Regions from separate parts of the Mus musculus genome. Here regions 1 and 3 are each linked to region 2. A link is a contact called in public HiChIP or PLAC-seq data. All regions are on one chromosome and are shown on one strand. The core of a region is the stretch at or near the end of the contact, and the rest is flanking DNA. Distances in the headings are between cores, read along the strand shown.

Evidence for each region. HiChIP or PLAC-seq counts read pairs in DNA pulled down with a chosen protein or histone mark.
Region 1: a FOXA1 HiChIP or PLAC-seq map of pancreatic cancer cells shows a contact between it and region 2. The contact joins two enhancer-like sites. A contact is called at or near these places in 1 of 39 promoter capture datasets (embryonic stem cells), 5 of 115 datasets of contacts at active chromatin or transcription factors (astrocytes, embryonic stem cells, large pre-B cells and 2 more) and 1 of 9 other capture datasets (liver).
Region 3: a FOXA1 HiChIP or PLAC-seq map of pancreatic cancer cells shows a contact between it and region 2. The contact joins two enhancer-like sites. A contact is called at or near these places in 1 of 39 promoter capture datasets (liver) and 1 of 115 datasets of contacts at active chromatin or transcription factors (pancreatic cancer cells).

What each region holds. Positions count from the first base shown.
Region 1 is chr11:119,337,574-119,341,415 of GRCm38.p6, forward strand. Card14 (caspase recruitment domain family, member 14) reads left to right here. Exons shown (of 23, transcript NM_130886.4): 16 at 119-245; 17 at 662-899; 18 at 1,299-1,362; 19 at 2,002-2,113; 20 at 3,418-3,591. Among named protein-coding and RNA genes, the nearest start is that of Sgsh, 16 kb to the right of the region's middle. Within about 2 kb of position 1,283, at least 22 of the 459 cell types and tissues checked have an H3K27ac peak or open chromatin away from gene starts, as enhancers often do. A contact at or near this core is called in pancreatic cancer cells, where this site is marked.
Region 2 is chr11:119,931,838-119,935,343 of GRCm38.p6, forward strand. Gm11767 (a long non-coding RNA gene) reads right to left here. Exons shown (of 5, transcript XR_001780400.2): 5 at 1,173-2,352. Among named protein-coding and RNA genes, the nearest start is that of Baiap2, 9.5 kb to the right of the region's middle. Within about 2 kb of position 1,559, at least 142 of the 459 cell types and tissues checked have an H3K27ac peak or open chromatin away from gene starts, as enhancers often do. A contact at or near this core is called in pancreatic cancer cells, where this site is marked.
Region 3 is chr11:120,553,512-120,557,047 of GRCm38.p6, forward strand. No RefSeq gene overlaps it. Among named protein-coding and RNA genes, the nearest start is that of Ppp1r27, 4.1 kb to the left of the region's middle. Within about 2 kb of position 1,585, at least 92 of the 459 cell types and tissues checked have an H3K27ac peak or open chromatin away from gene starts, as enhancers often do. A contact at or near this core is called in pancreatic cancer cells, where this site is marked.

The DNA.
Region 1 (3,842 bases), core at 33-2,532, 590 kb before region 2:
GAGAAGATATGTGGGTGGCTGCCGAAAGCCGAGAGGTCCTCTGAAGGCTCCCACCCCCACCCCACCTCAGCTGCCATCCCATGTTGGTGAGAAGCCCACCTTCACACTTTGCCCTCAGGTGGACTATAAACCTACCAAGCCATCATTAAGGGCCACTCTGGAGAATACAACGCTGGAGCAGGCTGTGGGCCTTCTCAGGAGGGTGAATGGCTCCTGCTACTTGTCTGTGAAGATCAACACTGAAGGTACAGACACCACCCCACACCTGCTCAGCTCTCAGTCCCCTCCTGTGACCCTGCTGTACCTACCAGGAGCCAAGGCAGTTCAGCCAGGGTCTCCCTAAATTCCCCAGACTCTAATGAACTGGAAACTTCCCTCCATCCCACTGGGTGCCTTCCATAACTTTTCCCTCTCCCATCTCTACATTCTAGAACCTTCCTTGTGTAAGCTCAGAGGTCAGGGATCATCAACCACTGACATCTTCTTCTTTTGGGGGGATTTTCCGAGACAGGGTTTCTCTGTGTAGCCCTGGCTATCCTGGAACTCACTCTGTAGAACAGGCAGGCCTCGAACTCAGAAATCTGCTTGCCTCTGCCTCCCAAGTGCTGGGATTAAAGGCGTGTGCCACCACTGCCCAGCCACTTACATCTTCTTTTATCAGGTTATAAGAACCTCATCCAGGACCTAGATGCCAAAGTGGTAACGTCTGGGGATTCCTTCTACATCCGTGTCAACCTGGCCATGCAGAGGGGAGGGGACGGAGAACTGCAAACTCACTGCAATGACATCCTGCATGTCACTGACACCATGTTCCAAGGCCGCAGCTGCTGGCATGCCCACCATGTGAACCCCTACACCATGAAAGACATGGAGCCTGGCACCATCCCCAACTATTCACAGTGAGTAGCTGCTGCTGGCACTGCACAACCCCGCAGATGTCCCAAGGACAACATCTGCCTGTCTCAGTTGAGTGTTGAGGTCCCTCCACCTTCCAGAATCTTCGCTGCACTATAGCAGAGTGCCTGCCCAAGATAAAGAGTGAAGAAAAGGTTTACTTGAGTGCATGGGTCTGCTGGTGGTAGGTGCCTCTCTGTTATGTGCCCTGGCATTAGCTCCACTGGGACCAGTGTAGGGCAATTAAATTAGCATGGCCTGGCCTGGCCTGAGGCCTAGGAGATATTTTCAAGGCCTGAGTCTATGCGCCCAGGGTGGAACACTCCTGCTCCCTGCCTGTGTCACACTTGTCCTTGAGGAGGCTCAGTCAGGCTGTCAGAGCCTCTCTTCCTTCATTTGCTCAGGGCTCAGCAGCAGCTTCTGGCCCTCATCCAGGACATGACTCAACGGTGCACAGTCCCCCGCAAGGTGAGGCTCTGGCAGAAGGGTATGGTGCCCCTGGGGTGGGCTGGAAGGGAGCGGGGTGCTGTGGAATCCTGTGTGAGGGGTGTGGACCACTGAGCTGAGCAGGGCACTATCTGGACCCTGTGTTCCCCACCAAGCCCTGTGGGCCTGCAGGCCCTTGGAATGGGCCGTGTGAACACACCGGCCTGGTTTCAGAGTGGCCCCTGCTCTTCCTCACTTTCCCAGTCTCCTGTCACCAACCCACCCCCTGTTCTTGTTTCCTCTGAGGTCGGGCACCTTGTTCTCTTGGGACACAGAGCACCTTTCACTTTGAGCACCCATCTGTCCCTGAGCAAGGTGCTAGGATATCCCTGCCCGGAGCATGGCAATGCTAAGTCGGGAGAGGGCCTGCTCTTCTCTCTGCCTATTGCACCCTACCCCTTCCTGCAGAGCCCTGCTGCCTGAGGCCCCTCCCCTGCCTCTCACCCCTGGTGTGGGGCCTGGGAAGCCCGGTTGCTCATGGCACAGCCTGATTGTTCAGAGGCTGTTCTGGATTTGCTTATGTGGCAGGGTGCTGAAGCAGGGAGGGGGTGTCAGGCCCCAAACCCAGTACTGATGGCTGAGCCTGCTCTCTTTCCTGTCCCCCTGTTCCTCCCGTGACAGCCTCCTGGAGGACCACAGAAGTTAGTACGAATTGTCAGTGTGGACAAAGCCGCTGTCAGTCCTCTGACTTCATCCTTTGACCAAAGCCAGTGGGATTCTGGCAAGGAGGAAGGTGAGGCCTGGCTGGTTGGCATAGGGACCATGTGGGCATTGGGGGTCACTTCTGAGCAGTACCATCAAGGTGGTGTCTCTCACTCGGGCCGGGGGCTGTTGTCTGTTTGTTTAGATGTTTTGCATGCATGTATGTATGTATGTATGAACGTACTTATGTGTACTATTGACATGCAGTGTCCCCGGAGGCCAGTAGAGGGCATCAGATCCATTGTGATTGAGTTACAGGTGGTTGTGAGTCACTATGTGGGTAATTGGAATTAAAGTCTGTTGAAGAGCAGCCAGTGCTCTTAACAGCAAAACCATCTCTCCAACATCCCCCCACCCCAGGCTGTTTTTTACGGATCATAATAAATATCTACCCACCTTCTGAACAGCAACTGAGCATCACATTTGATGTCTTCTAAATGGCCGTGCCCCACTCTGAGGCCCGACCCAGTGAAACTATACAAAAGCTACTAGCCCACAAGTGTGTGCAGGAACAGTAAAACCTACCAATCGCCCAGTGTTCTGTAAGGAAGGTCACTAGGTGACCAGTGTATGCACGTGGTCATGCTAGAGGTCTGACTGGTGTAAGCCCACGGGTAACAACTACAGAGTGAAGCTGATCAGAAGTGAGTCTGGTAGTAGGGAAATAATTCGTTTTCTTTAAGACAGTTTGGATGCCTAATCTAAGCTGGGTACTGGGGCCTAGGAGATGGCTCTGCTGTTAAGAACACTTACTGCCCTTGGAGAGGGCCCGGGTTTGGTTACAACACCCAAATTAGACAGCTTACAACCACTTGTAACTCCATCCTACAGGATCCAATGCTGTCTTCTAGCCTCTGCAAGCAATGGTATGCGCGCACACACACACACACACACACACACACCACCAAAACATGTAAAAGTAAAAATAAACCTTTTCAAAAATAAGGTTGATATTGAAAACAGGAGCTACCTAAATAACCCAGGGTCCAGGAGGGAGGAGGCTGAGGACGCTGTGGCCTGAGGGGCAGGGATGAACGGCATGGATGAGGAGGGGGAAGAGTTGGGGTGAAGGGCAGGACCCTCACACCCTTCAGGAGGAACCAAGCTCCTCCTATCCTCAGAGGTTCATTCTGAAGAGCTGTGAGCTCTGTAGCAGCTGTGCCAGCATGCACAGTTAGCATAGCAGCTGTGCCAGCATGCACAGTTAGCATAGCAGCTGTGCCAGCATGCAGTTAGCAGCACTGAAATTGAGAATGCCCCCCACAATCAGTGTCTCCTGGGAGAGAGGGGGCAGGGACACAGGTGGGAGATGGTCACAACCTCTGTCCTCTGCAGGTGGTCCTAGCGTGTGCTTCTGGTCAGAGAGCTGCTTCACCCTGGCACCGTACACCCTGGTGCACCCCCACAGGCCTGCCCGGCCCCGGCCTGTGCTGTTTGTGCCTAGATTAGTTGGAAGGATCCTGGGTAAAAAGCTGTGTCTCCTCCAAGGTTTTAAGCAATGTTCAGCAGGTACGTGCTCCTCAGTCAAGCGACCAGAGCAGGGGACCATAAATTCAGAGATACTATAACTGAGGGCCACAGATGGGACACTGAATGGTGACAACTGTCTCATGGTTCCCAGGATGTCTGACCTCAGGGCCTCACCAGAGTCCTGCTCTCTGGGGGCTGCAGGTGTGGGTCCTTCCTGGCTCATCCAACACTTTAGGTGTGTGGGAAGTCCCCAGTCCCATCTTGGCTTTGGTCATTTCAGACCAGTTCAG
Region 2 (3,506 bases), core at 309-2,808:
ATGGAGTCACTTAAGGAAAATCAATGCTCTGAGAACGATCAAAGCACACAAAGGTGTAAGCATCGTCTCTACAAAAGCAGCAGAGAGCAGCGGAAGCAACAGCGATGGCCGGCAGGGTTAGGATTCCAGAGGGGCGGACAGCAGAGAGCAGGGCTGACCATCTGCAGCTGGCACTTGCCAAGTTTTGTCACACTGGGTTTAATGACAAGCCTAAGGTTTGAGAGGCATTTGACAAGAGTGGGGACTAGGCTGAACATGGTGACACACACCTTTAATCCGAGCGCTGTGGGGTGGGGAGGGTGGGCAAAGGCGACCGGATCCCTGTGGTTTTGAGGACAGCCTGGACTATAAATCAGATCCTGTCTCAAAACCGAAGAAGACACACAAGAGTGGCAACCGGAGGACCAGCCTGTGCTTCAAGGTTGCCGAGCTTCCCTTCCCAGTGGTGGGAGGTGGTAAAGAGCTGGCAGCAACTGTGGAGAACAGAGCAGAGCAGAGGGCCGGGGGTTTCCAGAGCAGGAGACACAGGCAGGGGTTCTCAGTGTGTCCACAGCTGGAAGCCTGGAGGATGGGTCCTAGAAACAGAAGCCAACCAGGGGCAGCTGAAGCAAATCCCGCCACCCCTCCAGTCAGTTCAGTGCCTCAGGCTTGGTGTGAGGTGGCCAGCGGCTTCCTGCGGGGGTGGGGGGGTGGGGGAAGCTAGAGCATCAATGTCCCTATTGAAAAGAATGCTCTGGGAGTTGTGGCCTGCGTGTCTGAACTCTGCAGTGACAGGAAGAAGTGTGCACAGGCATGGCCGGACTCTAAGTCAATTTCACTTACAGGGCCCGGGGAGCTGGCTCAGCGTGCAAAGTGAGCCCTATTCCCAGCCCCAAGTGTGATCCCAGCATTCAAGAGGCAGAGGTAGGAGGACCAGATCAAGGTCATCCTTGACTCTGTAGTGATTATGAGGCCAGCCTGGGCTGTCTCAAAAACAAACAGGGACTGGAGAGATGGCTCAGCAGTTAAGAGCACATGTTGCTCTTGCAGAGGACCCAGGTTCAGTTCCCAGGACCCCGTGTGTCTAGAGAATCTAATGCCCTTTTCTGACCTCTGAGGGCACCAGGCACTCTTGTGGTGCACACACATACATGCAAGGGAAATACTCCTATACATAAATTGAACATTTTAAAGACAGTAAAAAACCAAAACTTTATTTGCAAAGCCCTGCAGTGGCCAACAAGTGATAGTGTGTGGGGGGCCTCTGACCTGGCACCACCAGAATCTAACCCATGACATCAGCCCTGGAAGTGTGTGCGGGTGACAGCAGGCACAGACCTGGAACCCATTTGCATCACATTTCTGCTTAAAGAAAGGAAACAGCAGAGAAAAATGGCCGAAGTGGTGATGGAGACTCAGCTGAGGCCAAACTGTGGCAAACTTAAGGCTGCAAGCCCAGCTGGTGAGGAGCCAGAGCCCACAGATGGTGACTCAGACCGTCGCCTAGGAATGAAGCTGCTGTTGTGGCCCAATGTGGCCAGAGGCCCTGGGATCTCACTGCTGCTGGAACTGGGAGGGATGGTGGAAACTCCCTTGGCCCAGCCTGAGCTAGCCACAGGCATTTCCTCCCCTCTAAGTGCCTGCCAGGGGCTCAAAGCCTAGAGCCAATGAGTTCTTGGGAATGACTACCTGAGCCACAACCCTGCAGGAAAGGCACTTCTCGAGGATGCTGGCCCTGCACCCTGCTGCCAGCCCCACGCCCTGTTACTCAGCCTCTGACTGCCACCACCCTTGCTTTTGTGACAAGTGCTTAGAATTAGTTTATACTGTCCTCATTTCAGCTCGAGATCTCAGGGACATTTGACAAGATGAGAGCGGAGACTCTACTGGGCATGGTGGTGCTCATTTTTCATTCCAGCACTGGAGACAGGGATGGGTGGATCTCTGAATTCGAAGCCAGCCTGGTCTACATAGCAAGTTCCAGGATAGCCAGGGCTACACAGAGACCAGGTCTCAAACACACACACAACTTTCTGCTGGGCCAGTGGTGGGAGGCCTTGAGTCTGACTGGGACTCCAATGGTAGGAGGGAATGAACTTGGGCAAGCTGCCCTCTGACCTCACTAGTGTGGGAGTCCCCCAAGGCAGGACAGCCTAAGATCCCTTGCTTACAGGGACAATGACGTGTGGGAGGCTCTGTGCAGGATGTGGTGAGAGCAGCAACCCCAGGTTAGCAAGGGCTACGGAGGGAGGGTGGTAGTGGGGTATGAAGGTGCTGGTCCTCAGAGCAGAGCAGCGCAGAGCAGAGCAGGGTTAGCTTCTGTGGCTCTTCAACAAGCCCGTTCTTGCCAGGTACAGCAGGCATAGTTGCTACCTATGGGAAGGAGGTGTGTACTACCCCATCATCAGGCCTGTAACTGGGGACACCCACCCTGCCCAGGGTCACTGTTCCCCTTCCAGCACCCTGTGAGTGAGGCTCAGCTACTCCACCCCTCAGTCCTGGGGTGCTGTCAGCTGCAGGGAATGGCCCTGTCCGTGCCTGGGCTCTCACAGGTGTCTGTAAGGAGCAGGTGGGGACTTTCCCTCACCTCACTCATGTGTCTGTGTCAGTGGGCATCTGTCATGCTTCATCAAGAGTGAAGATTGCGAGCTGTGGCCAGGTGCAAGCCGGTTGTCTCCGGGCACCCACAATCTCCTTCCCACATAGCTCTCTGGGGTAGAGGCTGTGGCTCTTTTTTAAAAAGAGAAGACTCTTGGCCAGTTCCAAGAGGTCAGCAGGGACGTATATATGTATAATCAAAGCAGAATGGACCTAGTGGGTTATTATGTGTGTGCATATGTTTATGTACACATTAAATATGTAACAATGGTGATTAAAGGTCATGAATGTGGGGGGAGGAGTTGAGTTGGAAGGAGCAAGAATTAGGGGTCATGTATGTTCAGTGTTCATGTATGTATGTGTTAGGAGTCATGTATGTTTAGTGTTCACGTGTGAAGTTCTCAATGGAATAAAATCAGTCGTCATCATCATCATCATCGTCATGGACAACAGAGACCCAGGAAGGAAGGGGCTGACAGACTCCTCATCAGCCACCAGGGAAACCAGAACTAAACTCAGCAGCTGTCACATGCTCACCAGGCTGGCTATGGTTGAAATTAACAGGGGGAAAGGCGTGTTGAGGAGGAGCTAGGGAAGCTGGCAGCCTCCTGGATCCCTAAAGAGAGTGTAAGATGGCAGCCAGCTCCTTGCAAGTTCAGTTCTGGGCTGAGCATGTGGCTCAGCGAGACAGTGTTTGTCTCCGCCTCACAGCAAACTTTCAAGCCCAGAACTCCCGCTCCTAGCAACGGGAGGATGAAGAAGTTCAACCACACCGTAAGTTTGAGGCCAGTTTGGGCTACATGAGAGCCTCTTAAAAAAAAAAAAAAAAAACAAGAGGAACAAACCAATCCAACAAAATCCAAAACAGCAACAACAAAACACCCAGGGGAAAAAGAAAAAAAAAGACTTTGAAGTTGGTAGGCAGATGT
Region 3 (3,536 bases), core at 335-2,834, 620 kb after region 2:
TTCTGCGTGAGTCAGAGTCTAGACCCCAAAGTCTTCTAGCCACTGTTCCTAGAAACTGTGTCATGTGTTCCTAGCTGAGCTCTCTACCTCCAATACTCAACGTTCAGCAAGTTCAACAAGCTGTCAATCACTTATGGTGACTGACATGAAAACAAAGCCTGGAATTACATCCCTCTGTCTCCAAGTCCCTGAACCAGTACAAGCTTAGAAAGTGACTAGTCTTTGAGGGTTAGAATTTCTACGTTTTGGAGGATGAAATAGAACATTTATACAAAGTTGGGGATGGTGATAATTTCTGTAATTCCAGCACTTGGGAGAGAGAGGCCAGAAATTTAAGGCTCGACAAAACAAAACAAATCACACAGCAGTTACCTCCAGCATTTTGTAGCCCTTAGGCTTTCTGTTTGTTTGTTTGTTTGTTTTTTGAGACAGCATTTCTTTCTTTTTTAAGATTTATTTATTTATTTAATGTATATGAGTACACTGTAGCTGTACAGATGGTTGTGAGCCACCATGTGGTTGCTGGGATTTGAACTCAGGACCTTTGGAAGAGCAGTCAGGCTCTTACCCGCTGAGCCATCTCACCAGCCTGAGACCGCATTTCTTTGTGTAACCCAGTATATCCTGAACTCACTTAGAAGAGGAGGCAGGCCTTGAACTTACAGAGATCCACCTGTGCTGGGATGAAAGGTGTGTACTACCACAGCCCAGCAGCCTGAAAGCTTTCAGTCATCTTTCCAGGTGGGTGGTGGTTTGTATGAACACTCAGGAGGCAGAGGCAGACAGATCTCTGTGAGTTTGAGGTCAGACTACAGAGCTAGTTCCAGGACAGCCAGAACTACACAGGGAAACTGTTTTAAAACCAAACCAAACCCATCAACCCACCAACTAACCAACCAACCAACCAACCAACCAACCAACCAACCAACCAACCAATAAGCACTGGGATTCCAAACTTGTGTTACTATACCCAATTTCAGTTTATAAAAGTCCACAACAGGAAGTGTAGCTTTGTGGTACAGCATATGTCTAGCGAGACAGCCAAAGTCCAATACAAGTTTGGTGTTTGTGCTGGCTACTACATCAAACGTGTACTTCCAACACTCTGGGGGCTAAGACAGATGGTTTGCCTTGAGTCTAAAGCCAGCCTGAGTAACATTCTGAGTTCAAGGCCAGCAAGATTGACACAAGCCTAAGTTAAATTAAACCACGAAAATGAAGAAGGAAACCTCGGACAAGGCCAACAGCAGTGACAGGTACCCGGTGCCTGGGTGTTCTTAGGTGTCTGGTAATCCAGCAAAGCCAGTTTGAAGATTAGGGCAGTACTCTCTTTTAAGTCCCAGGCCAATGGCTTTTGGCTATCTGTGGAGGGGATAGGTGGTTTGGGAAATTCCAGTCTTCACCACTGCCCCACTGATCCTTTGATTACCTTACTAATCCACTAGCCCAACCACAGAGGTTTTAGAAACCACCCTGTAGCTGCCCTGCACAGCCTGGCTCTGGAATGCTCTCATCAGCTGCCTCTGCGAAAGGGGAAAGATATCTGTGAGTCACTCTGCTCTCCGGAGCGCGTGACAGTGGCCGCCTGGTCTGAAGCTTTCTTATCCAGAGACCAAATCCTTGCACAACTGGGCAGTTGTTCTGGCGCTGTCTCTAGGACAGATGTACAGCAAACCTTTGAACCGGGATTGGAAAATATCTGCTCACAGCCCTGCTGTTTTTTCTCCCCTGGAAGCACTGTCATGTTGGCCACAGAGCCTTGACTCACATTTTGGGCACAGAATTGATATCTTCCCCACAACAAACTCCAAAGTTACTGTACCCACTTTGAGGTGAATGTGGTCCATTGTGTCGGCAGGTCCCCTCAGAAGCTGCAGGAGCTGACACAGCTGGAACCTGGCCCTATAGCCAGTCACCAAGAGCCAATGAAGGCAGTATGAGTGGACAGCTGACACAGCTGCTGAGTCAGAATGTACAGCCTTGGAGTGACAGATACCTGGGCCATCTGGCACTGCCTGAGTTTGTGACAGAGGGTCCTCTTCCTCTGCTCGTTGTGATCAGATAGGAGCATCCCTGGGCTAGTGTGAGCTTTTATGGCAGGACAAGGTAACCATGGGGGGAGATGACCATACCCCACAACCTGGGAGACAACCACACTTGTCAAGTCCTTCAGCCTACCCCAACAGCTGTGTCTAGGGCAATGGATACAAGCAGAAGGACACCTAGCCTTGATGACATGAAGATGTTCTGCTCTGGATGGCTTCAGAAAGCTTGTGTGCATGCACACGTGCAAACACAGGCAGGGCTCCTCAGAATACTGGTAAGACTGTATGTAGGCTCTGTCTGACCTAAAGCCGCCTGAAACATTACTGTCAGGGTCCAGTGACCACTCTGAGCCCTGTGACCCTAAGACTCTCAGATACTGCCATACTCTCAGCAGTGCTGTGAGGAAGCCAGCTCCAGGTCACCACTGCCTACAGCTCAAGATGGTTGCTTTGAGACTGGGAATCATTAATTGATTCCAGTCTTAGTTTCTCCATGGGAACTAAGAAAGTTAAGGTTTGGGCTGGAGAGATGGCTCAGTGGTTAGAAGCACTGACTGCTCTTCCAGAGGTCCTGAGTTCAATTCCCAGCAACCATATGGTGGCTCACAACCATCTGTAATAGGATACGATGCTCTCTTCTGGTGTGTCTGAAGAGAGCTATGGTGTACTCAAACAGTAAATAAATAAATAAATAAGTAAATTGTGGGGAGCCGCCCTCACATTCGCCGTTACAAGATGGCGCTGACATCCTGTGTTCTAAGTGGTAAACAAATAATCTGCGCATGTGCCAAGGGTAGTTCCCCACCCCATGTGCTCTGCCTTCCCCGTGACGACAACTCGGCCGATGGGCTGCAGCCAATCAGGGAGTAATACGTCCTAGGCGGAGAATAATTCTCCTTAAAAAGGGACGGGGTTTCGCCATTCTCTCTCTTCCTCTGGCTCTCTCTTGCTCTGGCTCTTGTTTCTTGCTCCTAAAGATGTAAGCAATAGAGCTCTTGCGCTCTTGCTCTCTGGCTCCTGAAGATGTAAGCAATAAAGCTTTTGCCGCAGAAGATTCCGGTTTGCTGCGTTCTTCCTGGCCGGTCGCGAGAACGCGTGTAAGAGTAAATCTTAAAGAAAGAAAGAAAAAGTTGAGGTTCTTCAAGTTAAACTTGTAGAGGAATTTTAATCCAGCAACATAGCTGACTTGGCAGAGAATCACATCTAAAGACCCAGGTCTGTGTGATCCGACTGGAATGCAGGCACACCACACACCTTTAATCCCTCTGGCCGGAATACAGACATGCCCTCAGTATACACCTTTATTCCCGAACAATGAAGGTAAAGTTAGTTTGTAGAAGGAAGCAGCCATGTTTGAAAGTGATGTCAAACTGAGGGGCAAAGTGACAAAAGTGAAAAGGATTTGACAAAATGAGACTGGATACACCCAACTCTCACAATAACAGCACAGGAAGGCTGGAGAGATGGCTCAGTGGTTAAGAACACTGACTC